Regions from separate parts of the Ovis aries genome. Here region 2 is linked to region 1. A link is a contact called in public Hi-C data. All regions are on one chromosome and are shown on one strand. Each heading gives the region's core, a stretch centred on a gene start, on an enhancer-like site or on the middle of the called end of the contact. The rest is flanking DNA. Distances are from core to core; before and after follow the strand shown.

Region 1 (6,777 bases), core at 1,414-3,913:
ACCTAGGTGTGAGTGAGTGTGTCCTTCCCTGGTTTGGGCTCCCAGCCTGTGAGCTGTCCTAGCTGATAACTGTGGGAGCAGTTAAATATAAAGTTATTGAGCCTTGCCCAGACTGCATGAACTAAATAAACCTCTGTTGTTTTCAGTCACTAAATGTGGCAATAGCTTATTTTATTCATTCATTCGTTTCCATGCTGCATAACTTGCGGATCTTAGTTCCCTTACTAGGGATGGAACCTGGACCCTAGCAGTGAAAGCGCCATGTCCTAACCACTGGACTACCAGGGATTTCCCTGGGGATGGTTTATTACAACTGCAATATATTACTAATTCAGAATGTAATCAACAAGTACCAAAGAGATGAAAGAGTGAGAAGGTATAAACAGCTAGAATGTTTCTTCTCCCCACCCCCTCCTTTATAAATGGGAAGGGAGAAAGAATAATGAAGCCTTTTGAAGAGGGGATAGGACAAGAAGGAAACATGACGAAGTGCTAAATGATACCTTTCAAAATAGACACAATTAAAAAGGGTTAGGAGAAGTCATTGAACTTATTTAAGAAGAAACACCTGCTATCCCACGCCCCTGTGTTCAGAGATGTTACACATTTTTTCTATTTCAAGAAAATTTAAATAATTATAAGCGAGGCACAAAGAAAAGTATCAGAAATTAGAGTAACAATGGTAGAATAAAGCTAAATGATAAATTCTCTCTCTGGAATTTTTTTCCCGCACTACTAGCCAATTTTCTGGTTCTCTGCATGCCAACTTAATGAGAAAAAAACAAAACAAAACAGTTTTTTATATTCATACAAACATTTCTAGTACTGGATGTATGGATTTTCCCATGTCTGGTGTTTTCGCTGTAAGCATATTTGTCACATGCTGCCTAGTGTAGCCAAAACTAAATTAAATAAATGAAATTTTAAAAATTCATTTGATTCAGGGCTTAAATGTAACACACCCATGGTCTCTCTTTTCCCCCTCAACGTCTCTTAATTAGCAAGTGGATAACCAAAGCCTTAAAATTAATTATAAGAAAAAGTTACGGCAGAGATAAAGTTTTCAATGAACTATAACGACCTGAATAAGAGGGAATGACACTTCTGACCACTTCAGCACCATTTCTAAAAGTATCAACTCATCTGTTTATTCTGAAAGCATTTACTTCCACCTGTTGGCTGTTGGATGCTGGGACTACAAAGATGAATGAGACACAGAGCCTGGCCTTACACAAGGTACAGTTTGGTATACAGAATTAGGTTCAAAAACAATCTAATACACCTATCATGTCAGAGGAGAGAGAAGAAAAAGAGCCGGCTTGCTCAGAAGAGCTGCAAAATGCTCTCACGAAGGTGATTTTGGAAGGATCTGAAGGATGACTTTTCCAATGAGTCAACTTTTCGCATGAGGTGGCCAAAGTATTGGATGGCTGGATGGCATCACCGACTTGATGCACATGAGTTTGGGTGAACTCTGGGAGCTGGTGATGGACAGGGAGGGCTGGTGTGCGCAAAGAGTCTGACAGGACTGAGCGATTGAACTGAACTGAACTGAACTGAACTGAAGGATAACTTGCTCACAGGAGGATGGACTGCAGGGAGTGGGAGGAGCCCAACAAAGGCACAAATGTGGGAGGCTTGTCCTTTCATATTGCTGGTGTGAAGGGCATGTTCTCATTCAAAGCATCGAACAAGTATTTGAATGCTAGGCTTGAGCGCTAGAAGTCATTAATCAAGGACTAGGGCACACTTAGGGAGGATGCACCACGTTAAGTTTGAAGGAACTGGCAGAGGTGAAAAAGAGGGGAAGAAGCATAGGAAAGAGTTCTAGGAGGAAAACGTGGCAGGAGATGATGTCCTTCCACGGGAGACCTACCATGGGTCAGGCCCTGCTTTAAAGGGCTTTGTGCATACTATGACATTTAAATACACATTATAGGGCTTCCCTGGTGGTCCAGTAGTTGAGAATTCGTCTGGCAGTGCAGAGGACACTGGTTCCATCCCTGGTCTGGGAAGATCCCACATGTCGCAGAGCAAGTAAGCCCATGTGCCACAACTACTGAGCCTGTACTCTAGAGCTGGGGTGTTGCAACAACTGAGCCCACCTGCCCTAGGGCCCATGCTGAGCAGCAGCAGAAGCCACCACGAAGAGAAGCCTGCACACAGCAATTAGTAGCACCCGCTCACCACAAACTGGAGAAAAGCTCATGCAGCAAGGAAGACCCAACACAGCCAAAATAAATGAATCTTAAAAAAAAAAAAAAAAAGGCGTTGTTGTCTCCTGGGGAAGAAAAGAATAAAACTCATCAGGTAAATAACATCCCCATGGTCTTCTACTTGGTAAGTGGATAACCTGGCCTGGTTATCTAGTTAGAATGCCCTTTCTTGTAACCCGTATGTTACACTGTCTTCCTAGCTGTTCAGAGAACTTTCGGTTTTACTTGATGACTGAAAGAAATCCCAGGTCTGGTAGACATGTCTCAGGCAGAGTTGATACTGGGAAAAGAACCCTGGGAATAATAATGCAAATGGATAAGTTTGTGAAACACAGTAATAATTCTATTTCTAGACGTACTTTATTACCAGATTATTTATGGTGCCATTTACTAAATGGAGTGTTGGATTTCACGGGGCTTAACTGGGTTGAAGTTATCCAGACATCAGTAACCCACATCAAAACCAGGACGAATCAAGAACTAATTCGCGTTTTCTGGCATTCTTGCCTCAACAATCTAAAATCTAGGGCACTGTTCTAGGATGATCTTCCTTCTTTTTGGTTCGAAAGACTTCTCTTTTCGTGATTTTTCTGGCCGAGGAGGCTGTCTGGGCACGCTGCGGCTCTTGGAGAGCAGGTGATTACTGATCACTAGTGTTTTCTGGGCGAGACAGTTGCGCTAACCCCCTCCCCTTCCCCCGCCCCCTCCTCCTCCCAGTCTGGAAAGGTGCAGGATCCGCTAAACCGCGCATCGCACAGCGGCGGCCGGAGCAGACGCGGGATGGTAGCGCGTCCCCAGCAGAGCAAAGGGGGGCAGCGAGAAAGCCTGGGGAAGGTACGGGAGGGGAGTCGGGGTGCAGACACCGCCGAGAAAGAGCAGAGGGTCCATTGGGCGGGGGAGGCAGTGGCCGAGTTGCAGGTGTGGACGAGGCTGCCCTAGGCCCACCCTTTGCAGCCGAGGGGGTGGGGAGCTGAGCCGCGGGGGCCCAGAGACTGCGGACGGGGCGCGATCGCCGGGCGCTCGCTCGCCCCCCTTTCCCAAGGACCCGGGGGACGGGGCCCTCGCCCGCGGGCCCGGCCTGCCGGCGCCAGCACCGCAGCGCCCGCGGCGGCCGCCACTGCGGCGCATTGCCGGCCGCCAGGGGGCGGGAGCGGAGCCGGGAACAATGGCCGCGCTCGGCCGCGGGCCGGCGAGAGGAGGAAGGGAGGGAGGGTCGGTGCCGGGCGCGCGGCGCAGGTCCGCGGGGTTCGGGGGCGCGCGCGCGCGCGTGCCGGGCGGGCTGGGGCGCGGGAGCGGCTGCGTCGGCGGGAGCGCGCGGCGCGGGCCCGGGAGGGCGCGGCGGGAGCGCCCGAAAGGCGGGCGGAGGCGGGGGGCGGGGAACCCGAGGGGTGGAAGCCGGCGGCGGCGGCGGCGGTGGCGGCGGCGGCGGCCGAGCGGGGTCAGTTCTCTGTAGTGTTTGCCAATGTTGGAGTCGTTTGCAAAGTGTCCCCGGCGAGAAGGTAAATACCCTCATTGGGGGCGTCCGGGAGGCCCCGACTTCCGCCCCGCCGGCGGAGGAGACAGAGGGCGCTGGGGAGCTCTGCGGGTCCGCGGCGCGCGGCGAACCCCGAGAAGAGCGGCCCCTTGGCGGCCTCCCCTCCCCCGCGCCTTCCCTCCCTCCTCGGGCCCTCTCGGGGCTGGAGGGGGAGGGGAGGAGGATGGCGGGGGGCAGGGAGCCGGGGAGGAGGTGAATGAATTGGGGGGGGCGAGTGTGGAGGGGGTGGGACGACACAGGTGTCCAGAGGGGAGGAGCCGGGAGGGAGGCGAGGAGGCCGGCAAGAATGGATTGAGGGGGGCCAGTGGGTGAGGGGGAGCAGGGGCCCGGGAGGTGGGGGTCCTTGCGGGGCCGGGGGGGTGGGAACGGCCGGAAGAGGGGACTGCGGGAGAGGAGACTGTGCGGGAGAGGGAGGGGGAGGGTCCCTGCGGAGGGGAAGGGAGGGGAGACGAGGGGGGGCCCATCCTTGGAGGGGCTGCCAAGGGGCCCGGGGGGCGCGGGAGGATCGGCGGGGCGGGGCGGGGGCGCGCCGGGGGCCGGCGGTGGTGGCTATTTCTGTATAATGGGCAAGTGATGAAGACGTAAGGCTCCGAAATGGGGAAGGTAGGTGGGGCCGAGGGGCAGAATGTATCCTATGACACGCAAGTTGTACCGTGGCTCATAAGAACTACTACGGTGAGGGCTCGGCTCAGAGGGGTGGTTGGCAGCTAGTGACCTTGCCGAGGTTAAGGGAGTTGGGCGGAGAGACAAAGATCGGTTACAGAATCCACCCGGAGAGGACGGAGCCTCCCGTCCTCGGGGGAGAGCCGGGCACTGTGTGGATTGGGTCCAGGGGGGTGTTCCGCAGAGGCGATCGGGGAAACGCTTCAGCTGGGATCCTTCTGGAGAGGGGGCGGGGATAATGGCCTTGGGATCTGAAAGTCCCTGGAAATATGTGCAGAATTTTGCACTTGCGGAGAATTTTCTTTGGAAAGGATCTTTACTTGGCGTGACGCGTTTCCCGCCCCCCTCCCTTCCCCAAAAGGTTTAAATCTCCTTGGGTAAAGAAAGACCGTTCAATTAGCAGAACATAGTAAAGGATTTCAAGTTGGGTGATTCCTGCAGAAAAGATGAGATGATCTTTTAAGGGTGGTTTAACTGTTAGCTGAAAACCTTCAATTTTAATGTTTGACTTCACGATTTTGGGGAACTTTGAGCATTAATCACTTTTTCTGATGCATCCTTATGTTTTAAGAAAGCATGATGAATATTTGAAATCAAAACTGTGATGGACACGCGGGATAATAGCAACCTTGTAGGAGAAAAGATTGCAACATTGGTCCTGGAGGCTATTTCTTCTCTGTCCTTGCTTTCTCAGGATGATTCACACATACCATGGTGTACTGAGCTGCAGTAGGGGGAAAAAAAATCTTGTTTATAAAACCATCAAAATCCAGAGACTCTGCATCTCGATTGTTTTGTAATTTGGCAGGTTTTTCATTTTTCAGTTTGTATTTTATTGCAAACCAGAGATAACACATACCACTTGAATTGTAAATTTGCTGTATTTTTCAGCAGGTCTATATTAAATTTGTGAAACTTAAACTATGTGATACCTAGGGTTTTGTCCTGCTATGTTTTCAACTCAAGGCACCGGTTGCCACATTCCGTTCCATGGCAGTGTAGTTTGAAATTTATTCCTAAGTGATCATTAGTTGGTAGGACGTGGTTCAGATTTATTCACCCATCACTAAACTTTTCTTTAAAAATCTGTGTTTTGTATTTGTGAAAATGTTGCTGTATAATCCAGGTTTGCACTGTTAACTTCAGATAGACTGCCATGTAATTTTTAAGTTACATTTTTTTATTTAGAAATAATTTCAAGTTTACAGAAAAGTACCAATAATAATAATGCAAAGAGTATTCTTGTAACCTTAACTAAGAGTCACCTGTTACCATTTTACAATTTATCATTTACTTTCTTTCTGTCACACACATAATGTTTTTTTTTTTTTTCCTAGACCATTTGAGGATAAGTTACATACATCATAGTTCTTTACTCTGACATAATTCAGCCTGGAAGACCATGTAAATTTCACATTTTAGCTTACTTGCCATGCCTGGAATGAAATTCTAGGAAGGAGAGGCTTGGTCTGGTTTTCAACAAAGAATAAGACTATTGAAAATATCTAAGCTGATTATCAGTTATTAGTATACAAACAGTATAGCAAGTGAGGTTGAGTGGTTTTTCTGTAACAGAATCAGGTTCTGAAAGTTATAATTGGCCAATGTGTTGTTTTTTTTTTTTTCTCTGTAGTTAACCTCCTCTTTACATCTATTTCTCTGTCTTCTTTTCTTTTGTATACTTTGAGCACTGGATATTGGATTATTTATGTGTACAGATCATAATAAAAGTCTAGATATTGCAAAATTAAATTTTGTTGTTATTAGACTGAATAGTGGAGAAATACACACTATAATCAAATCATATCTAGATATATTCATGCCCTTTCTAGATATTCAAAATATTAGGTGTGTGTATAGAATTCATAATTTTTGTCATCGATTTTGAGTAATTCCCTGAAGTTCTATATAGGGTCCTTGCCATTATTGTTTTAGAGATCAGGCCCTTTGTTACAGGAATATTTTTAAGGAGCTGAGTCTTTATTTATAATTTAACATATAATGGAGGGAAGGGGACTTTGAGCCAGACAAAACTGAGTTTTAATCCTAGTGATGTGACCACGGAAAAGTGATCCAACTTCTAGAAAAACGGGGATATCACCTACATCCCAAGGTGATGAGGATTAAAGGAGGTAATATAAATATGGCAAAATATGGCATCTGATATTTAAAATTGGTATCTGATAACTATTTTCTTTTTTATTTGGTTGGTAGTATGTATGTAGATGTTTCCTACTGGAATGGTTCATGGAGTGAGACTTCTCTAGAATATATCATAGATTCTTTTTTTTGTTATTTAGTCGCTAAGTCTTGTCTGACTCTTGCAACCCCATGGACTGTAGCCTGCTAGGCTCTTCTGTCCAT
Region 2 (6,777 bases), core at 2,417-4,916, 160 kb before region 1:
CATGATGCTGCAAATGGCATTATTTTGTTCTTTTTTTATGAATGAGTAATATTCCTTTGTGGACTTCCCAGGTGGCTCAGTGGTAAAAAAAAAAATCCGCCTGCAGTGCAAGAGATGCATTTTCCATCCCAGGGTTGGGAAGATCCCCTGGAGAAGGAAATGGCAACCCACTCCAGTATTCTTGACAGGTTGTTTCCAGGGCGTGGCTATTGTAACTTCACTTTATTTATCTTCTGCTTACCTTTTAACGTCCCTTGACTCTCCTGGGGGTCCAGTGGTTAACACTCTGTGCTTCCAATACAAGGACTGCCAGTTCCATCCCCAGTTGAGGAACTAAGATTCCAGATCACCTGAGACCAAAAAAAAACAAAAAAAAAACCCAAAATACTTCTACTTTAGTGTACTGCATATTACAAACAACATCAACTAGCCATTCATATACGGATACATATTTAAACTTGCTGTTCACATAATGTTTTTTAATAGCTTTAATAGCTTCAAAAAGATAAACTAAGGCACACTAAAATTTCTGAGAGTTTATTTGAGCAAAACTTTATTCCAGTCTTACAACACCAAACTTGAAACAGTCATGAGCACTCCACTGACAGGAGCTAGGGGCAAGATTTTCATAGAGAAGATGCACATGCAAAGCAAGGAAATTATTTAATTGTTATAGCTTATGCTGTTGCATTATTTGAGAAAAATCTCATTGGATGTTTGTGATTGATTGTTCCTACCCTTGAGGTATTCACAGGATTTTATCTGGGGGTGCTCATTAACCTACCAAGATATCAGAGCCATCTCAGTCTAATGCCTCTTTATATGATTACTCCAACAATATATTGAGAGAACCTGAATTTTTATCTTCTGTTAAGCTTAGTTTCTTCCTACAGAAACTGTGGGCAGATGGAAATACTATTTGGTCTACTCAGAGTTTCTAAATAGCTGAAATGAGATCATATTCTGAAAATTTTGTGCCGTAGAATTATATGAAACTATTATTCATGGTTAAAGATTTCCCAATTCTAGTAGTTTAGAGATGTTTTTTAAATATATACTACTTGAGTGGGATTTTAGAATGATACTAAGGCTGTTTACAAAATAATCCTTGATTTCCCCATTCATACCATCTGAGAGGGTTTTAAGATGGAGGCTCATGGAAAAATTGAAAATGGGTATCCCTTGTAGAATGTATGGCCACCATTATTATATGCAATTTTTGTTTGTTTTTTAGCTGTCTTTCCTTCCCATGCACCACGCCCTTTCCCCTCCTTTAACTTAAGCTTAAAGACAGAATTGTGTGATGGAAAAAAGAAAAGAAAATTTTTGGTAAAGCCAGTATTTGATAAGAACCCTAAATACTTCTTTATAGTGCATTGGAAGTTAAACCAGGAGAGTCTTTTAGGAAAAGAATTTGTCAATAGATAATCAAGAACTTTTAAAATGTTCATATTCTAAAGAAACAGAAACATGGTCAAAGATTTCTGCAGATCCTGAATACACTATTACATAAAGTGACTTAAAAATGAAAATAAGGTCAATGTCCAACATTTAAGGAAATACTTAAGTGACTCACAGTACATTTAGTGTAATTCTATAGACATTAAAAATGATGTTGTGGAGATTTTGGTTACAAAAGTGTGGGTTATTGAGGTTTGTTAAATAGGAAAATAAATAGTATAAAGAACCATATAAATACAGTATAATCTATGTAAAAGCATATTAAAACACCAAATGTATCTTCAATTTCTACATTTTTATAACCATGTATTATCTGTTTACTATATGTAAATAATAAATTATTATTTACATAATAAATAATATCCTAAGTAAATTTTGCATTTTTAAAAAACAATCCTTGACTAGATGTTAGCCCTAAATCTGGCATTAGTTAGCCTCAGCATCCTCACCTGAAAAATTCTATCATTTTCTAGGCAACTAACATAGTGATCCTTTTAGAAGGTGATAAGGCAATGAGGAAAGGGAAGTTTTAAGAGGGGAAAACAACACTCCTGAACTAAGGGAGGAAAAGATCAGTCGAAAATGAGCCCGCAGCCTCCTCTTCTCACCCCATTGCCTCTCCTCCTTACCAAACTCTATTCTGAGCTAGTATAACCAAAAAACCTTAATCATTTTTGCAAAGGCTTGGAAAAATTAACCCCCAACAGTCTGTCTGGTTTTGCTGTTGAAACACTTTTTAATCTGCCAAATGAACTAAACGTGTCTTTCAGGCAAAAGTCACTAATTAGGTCAACAAACTCTGGGTCACCTGTGTTTTCCTTTTGTGGACATCATTACACAACAGTTCTATTTGAGCAACTTGCAATGGTGAGAGTCTCGGCCCTACATTCTTTTCATGCCTCAGTCCGGTAAACAGAGGGTGAACTTTATTTAGCTGTTTCACTTTTCCTGGAAGGGTGCCTAAATTTCACCACAGGAAAGCACGTAAAGGCAGCTCTGACTTATGATAGTTCAATTTATAATTTCTTGACTTTATGATGGTGCAAAAGCTGTTAAGATTCAGAAGAAAACATACACAATTTGGAATCTTAATCTTTTCCTGGGCTAAATACAGTATGAAAGATGGAGTATAATACTCTCTCCTCGGCTTTGAAGCTTCTAATCACTTACCCAATCAGGAGGGTAAACCACCTATACACTTACAATCATTGTTTTTCACTTTCAGTACAGTAATCAATAAACTACCTGAGATAATCAACACTCCATTGTAAAATAAGTTTTGTATTTGATGATCTCTGCCCAACTGCAGGCTGATGTAAGTATTCTGAGCACACTCTAAGGTAAGCTAGGCTAAATTGTGTTGAACAGGTTACGTCTATCCAGTGCATTTTCAACTGATATTTTCAACTTCCCATGAGTTCTCAGGATAGAACCCCATCTTAAGTGGAGGTAAGATCTATAAAAAGGATAGGCAGATGGGAGGAGTGGGGAGATAGTGCGCCGAGGAGACAGCGGGAGAGACAGCAGAGGAAGGAGGGGAAGAGGGGGCGTGCAGTGACAAAGATGGTGTCAGAATTGAGTACCGGTGGCCGCAGTTTCCGTGAATGATTGGCTGGGAGGGAGACAGGAGATGGGGTGAAGGCCTCCGAGTGGGGGTGGGGGGCGTGGTTGCTTTCAGTAAACACTACAAAGTACCGGGAAGAGAGGAAATGAGACCAGCGATTTCGCGAGCTGCCGAGATGCTCTTCAATAGGCTCTGCAACTTTTCACAAAAGACAGAAACTGCTTCATAAAGAGCACGATCTTGTTAGCATAGAAACCGCACCCCTACTTTCCGCCCCTTCTTCTGCGGACGCCTGCTACCTCTAGGCTACCTACCGCAAAGAAGCGGTAGGGACAACCTCCAAAATTACCAGACTCGGCGTGAGTCTTACAAGTTCCTACAAGTTCCAGGTTGCAGCGCTGACTCCGCCTAACACGTCAGTACCCGCCAGAGAAACTACAAATCCCAGGATGCAATGCTGCCTCGGACCCCCGACCTCCTCCACTCCCAGCACCGCTTCAAGGATGAGGTCCCTTCGGAAATCAGATTAGGGTCGGCGCTGCATGCTGGGAATAAAAGAGCCAAGATAGGATTGGCTGAGATTTTTCCCGGCTCCGCCGTCCTCGTAGGCTGGCCCGTGGAAGAAGGGAGGGGACACTGCGCACTTCCTGTAGACGCCTGCAAGCAACGGCCTCGGCGCGTCTCCGCCTCACCAGGTACTAATCTCCCGCGCGTAGAAGGCATTTGTGACCCAGCGGAAGTGATTCCTCTTGCTGCCCCGGAACCCACGGCGGCAGGCAGCTGGGGGTGGGGGGGGTGGCCGTGGTGTAGGGGCTGTAGCTGTGCGCGGGGACCGGGTGCGGTGCCTGCGGTTGCTGCGGAGCTGACGAGTGAGTCTCGGGCTGGGGTGGGAACGGAGCTCTGGGCCCGCGTAGGGGACGAGGGAGGCTCGTACTGGGTTCTCTCGCCATCCCACTTCCCACCCCTTCCCATTTGGGCGGGGAAGGAACGGAAGCTTAACCTTCCCCTGCCGCTTCGGCTCCTGGTTTGGGGGAGGGGAGAGGAGGGTGGCGGGACGTTCCCTGGCGCCGCTCGGTGGGCTTGGAAAAGGGAGGAAGGAGGGGCGGTGGCTGGCGAGACTGGGCCTCTTCGGGGTTGAACGCGAGGAGGGTGGAGTTAGGAGCATGGCAGCCCTGTCGCTTTTCCTTTTTTGCTTTCTTCGGGTGCACTCAGGTTCGTCCTTTCCTTGGAGTCGGTCCCCAGTCACAGAGGAGGGCCCTCGCTCTTTCTTGTAGCGGGACCCCGAGAACTTTACTTTCGGGCCAACTTGTTGGGTTATCTTTGCCCGACTTGGTGGTTTGGGTCTGTCGAGCATCTGCCGCCCAGTCTCATCTGATGGAGGCGTCTAGTGTCAAGTACGGTGGCCATTAAGTTTCTCCTGTGGACCTCTTTAGTATAGTTTATGGAGTTCGAGTTATTAATCCGAGCATTTCTATTCTGCGTCGCCTTCAGTATAGAAAAAACCGAAATCCTTTAGAGTTTTAAAACCTTATTTTCAAACTGCCAAATTTGCTTTTTGATCGCCAGGTAGTTTTCCTGTTTTGTTTAGTGGACTAAAATGAGACCTCTCCGATCTCGTTTACATTGTAGTTGTGGTATAATTCATGATGTTGAAACATCACTGTTCACACGTTGATTCATTCATTTCGGAGATAAAATGGCAAAGAGACAACTATGGCCCCTGTCATCGTGGATATTAAGTGCTTATTGCCAGTGATGATTTTGGCCTCATAATTTTTAAATGACTGTCCTTTTTTCCTTAAGTATGAAATCGACCTAATAACCAATAGCTACCATTCCAAGGTTTCAGTTCAGTTCAGTTCAGTCGCTCAGTCGTGTCCGACTCTTTGCGACCCCATGAATCGCAGCACGCCAGGCCTCCCTGTCCATCACCAAATGCCGGAGTTCACTCAGACTCTAGCGTAAATTTATTTCAAATGGAAGATGCTAGTTTCATTTCAGTATAGTAATTCTGTAATATGATTAGGCAATAGTTTGTAGTCAGAAGTTAGAGTCAGTTCTGTATATCAAGTTCTAACGTAGTATTTGTATCCTATAAATTGTGGGTTTTTGGATTTTTTTTTTTTTTTTTGTAGATTTTTCAGTATTAGAAAATAACCTGAAAAGTCTTTGTATTTACACTGGTGTGTGTTAATGCATTTTAGCTAACCCGTCCTAAATGTTTACTGTTCCATTATTAAATAAGATCAGAAAAATCTCTTCAGTGATTTCAAGCTTTAGTGGTTAAGAAAACTATACTGCCATTCACTCAAATATTTATTGAGCATCTTCATCTTCTGTATGTTAGGCACTATATATGAAGCCTGCCCTCTTGGAGCTTGAGGGAAAAGACTGTACATTAAGTAAGCAAATATAGTTTCAGATGGCGATAAGTGTAAAGAGAATATAACTAGATTTAGAGTTAGATTAAGTTAGGGTGACTAGGGTGGGAGTGTGTAATTTTGAAAGAGAAGTGCTCGAGGAAGGCCCACTTCTCTGAAGACTTAATGTTTTGCCTGGAGACCAAAATAACGAAGATCTGAAGGAAGAGTTTTTGAGAGAGCAGTAACTGCAAATGCATAGACCTTAAGAGAAATGAACTTGACCCATTACAATACTTAGAAGGTCAGTGTGGCTGGAGCATAAGGAAGAGTGATGGGAGATGAGAACAGAATGGTTAGCAAGCAGTAAATGAAATGGAACTTTATTGTCTTTGTTCTGTTTGTAATGAGAAGCCATTAGAGGATTTTGTGTAGGGGAATGCTTTTGATGACTAACTGCTGAGTAGCAAACTGAGTTGGAGGAAGGTGGAGAAACCAGCTCCTAAGGCAACTTGTAGTAGTTCAGTTGAGCTGTGGTAGCTTGAACTAGAGATGTAGAGTTGGAAGTGAGAAGCGGTCTGATTCGGAGTATAATTTGGAGCTGGAGCCAAATGGGTCTTACTAACCCCAGGACAAAAAATCTGGAAGAATCACCTTGTTTTGCCCAAACATCTGTGTGAACAGTAGCACCATCTCCTGGAATGAGGAAGACTGGGGAGGGTGCACTGGCTTCTAAGGAACAAAGTAGGAGTTCTGTACACAGTGTACTAAATTTGATAATTTTATACAGTTCAGAATATGTGCCGTAGTGGGCAGTAGGATACTCCTCCTGTTGCTCAGAGCAGGAGTCAGGCTCGAGAGATAATCCTGGAGTCGTGTTTCATAGGTGGTACTTAAAACTATAGACCAGAGGACATCAAGAGTTTTGATGCAGAAGAGGACAGATGGCTGGGAAGGGAGCACTCTAGTCAGAGGAGCAGTGATGGGAACTGAAAGGCCAGGATGGTGTGGCATCTGTAATGCTAATGGAAGAAAAGAGGTTGGAGTCAACTATAAAAGAGTAAGATGAGGATTAAAAATTGACCTAGTGACTGAGTAGTTGAAATTTGACAAGAGCACTTTGATTGGACTAGTAGTCTAAAAAGACTGATTTTTGTGGGTTATGGGTGATGGGTGGTCCTGATGACGTTACAGCATTTGATGTGTTGATGGAAATAGGGGTGGAGCAAAGTTCTTGGATCACTGTGGTAGGAAGGATGATTTTTAATGCAGCTTTTGAAACAGGAAAATGGACAGCGTATATGGTATGCAGGCAGGATGAAGGTGGAAAAGACAAGGCATTTGGAGTGATTTGTTCTGTTTTCTTGGTGAAATAAGTGAAGTTGTTAGGGT

What was found. A called contact is a pair of places that touch in the nucleus more often than the background predicts.
Region 2: a contact with region 1 is called in a Hi-C map of liver, with 2.3 times the contacts expected there. The contact joins the promoter of ELOC here to the promoter of STAU2 in region 1. A contact is called at or near these places in 2 of 16 Hi-C or Micro-C datasets (hypothalamus and liver).

The regions. Positions count from the first base shown.
Region 1 is chr9:50,029,795-50,036,571 of ARS-UI_Ramb_v3.0, reverse strand. It overlaps STAU2 (staufen double-stranded RNA binding protein 2), which reads left to right and starts at 2,663. Exons shown (of 14, transcript XM_060393813.1): 1 at 2,663-2,852.
Region 2 is chr9:50,189,078-50,195,854 of ARS-UI_Ramb_v3.0, reverse strand. ELOC (elongin C) reads left to right here and starts at 3,666. Exons shown (of 4, transcript XM_004011744.5): 1 at 3,666-3,720.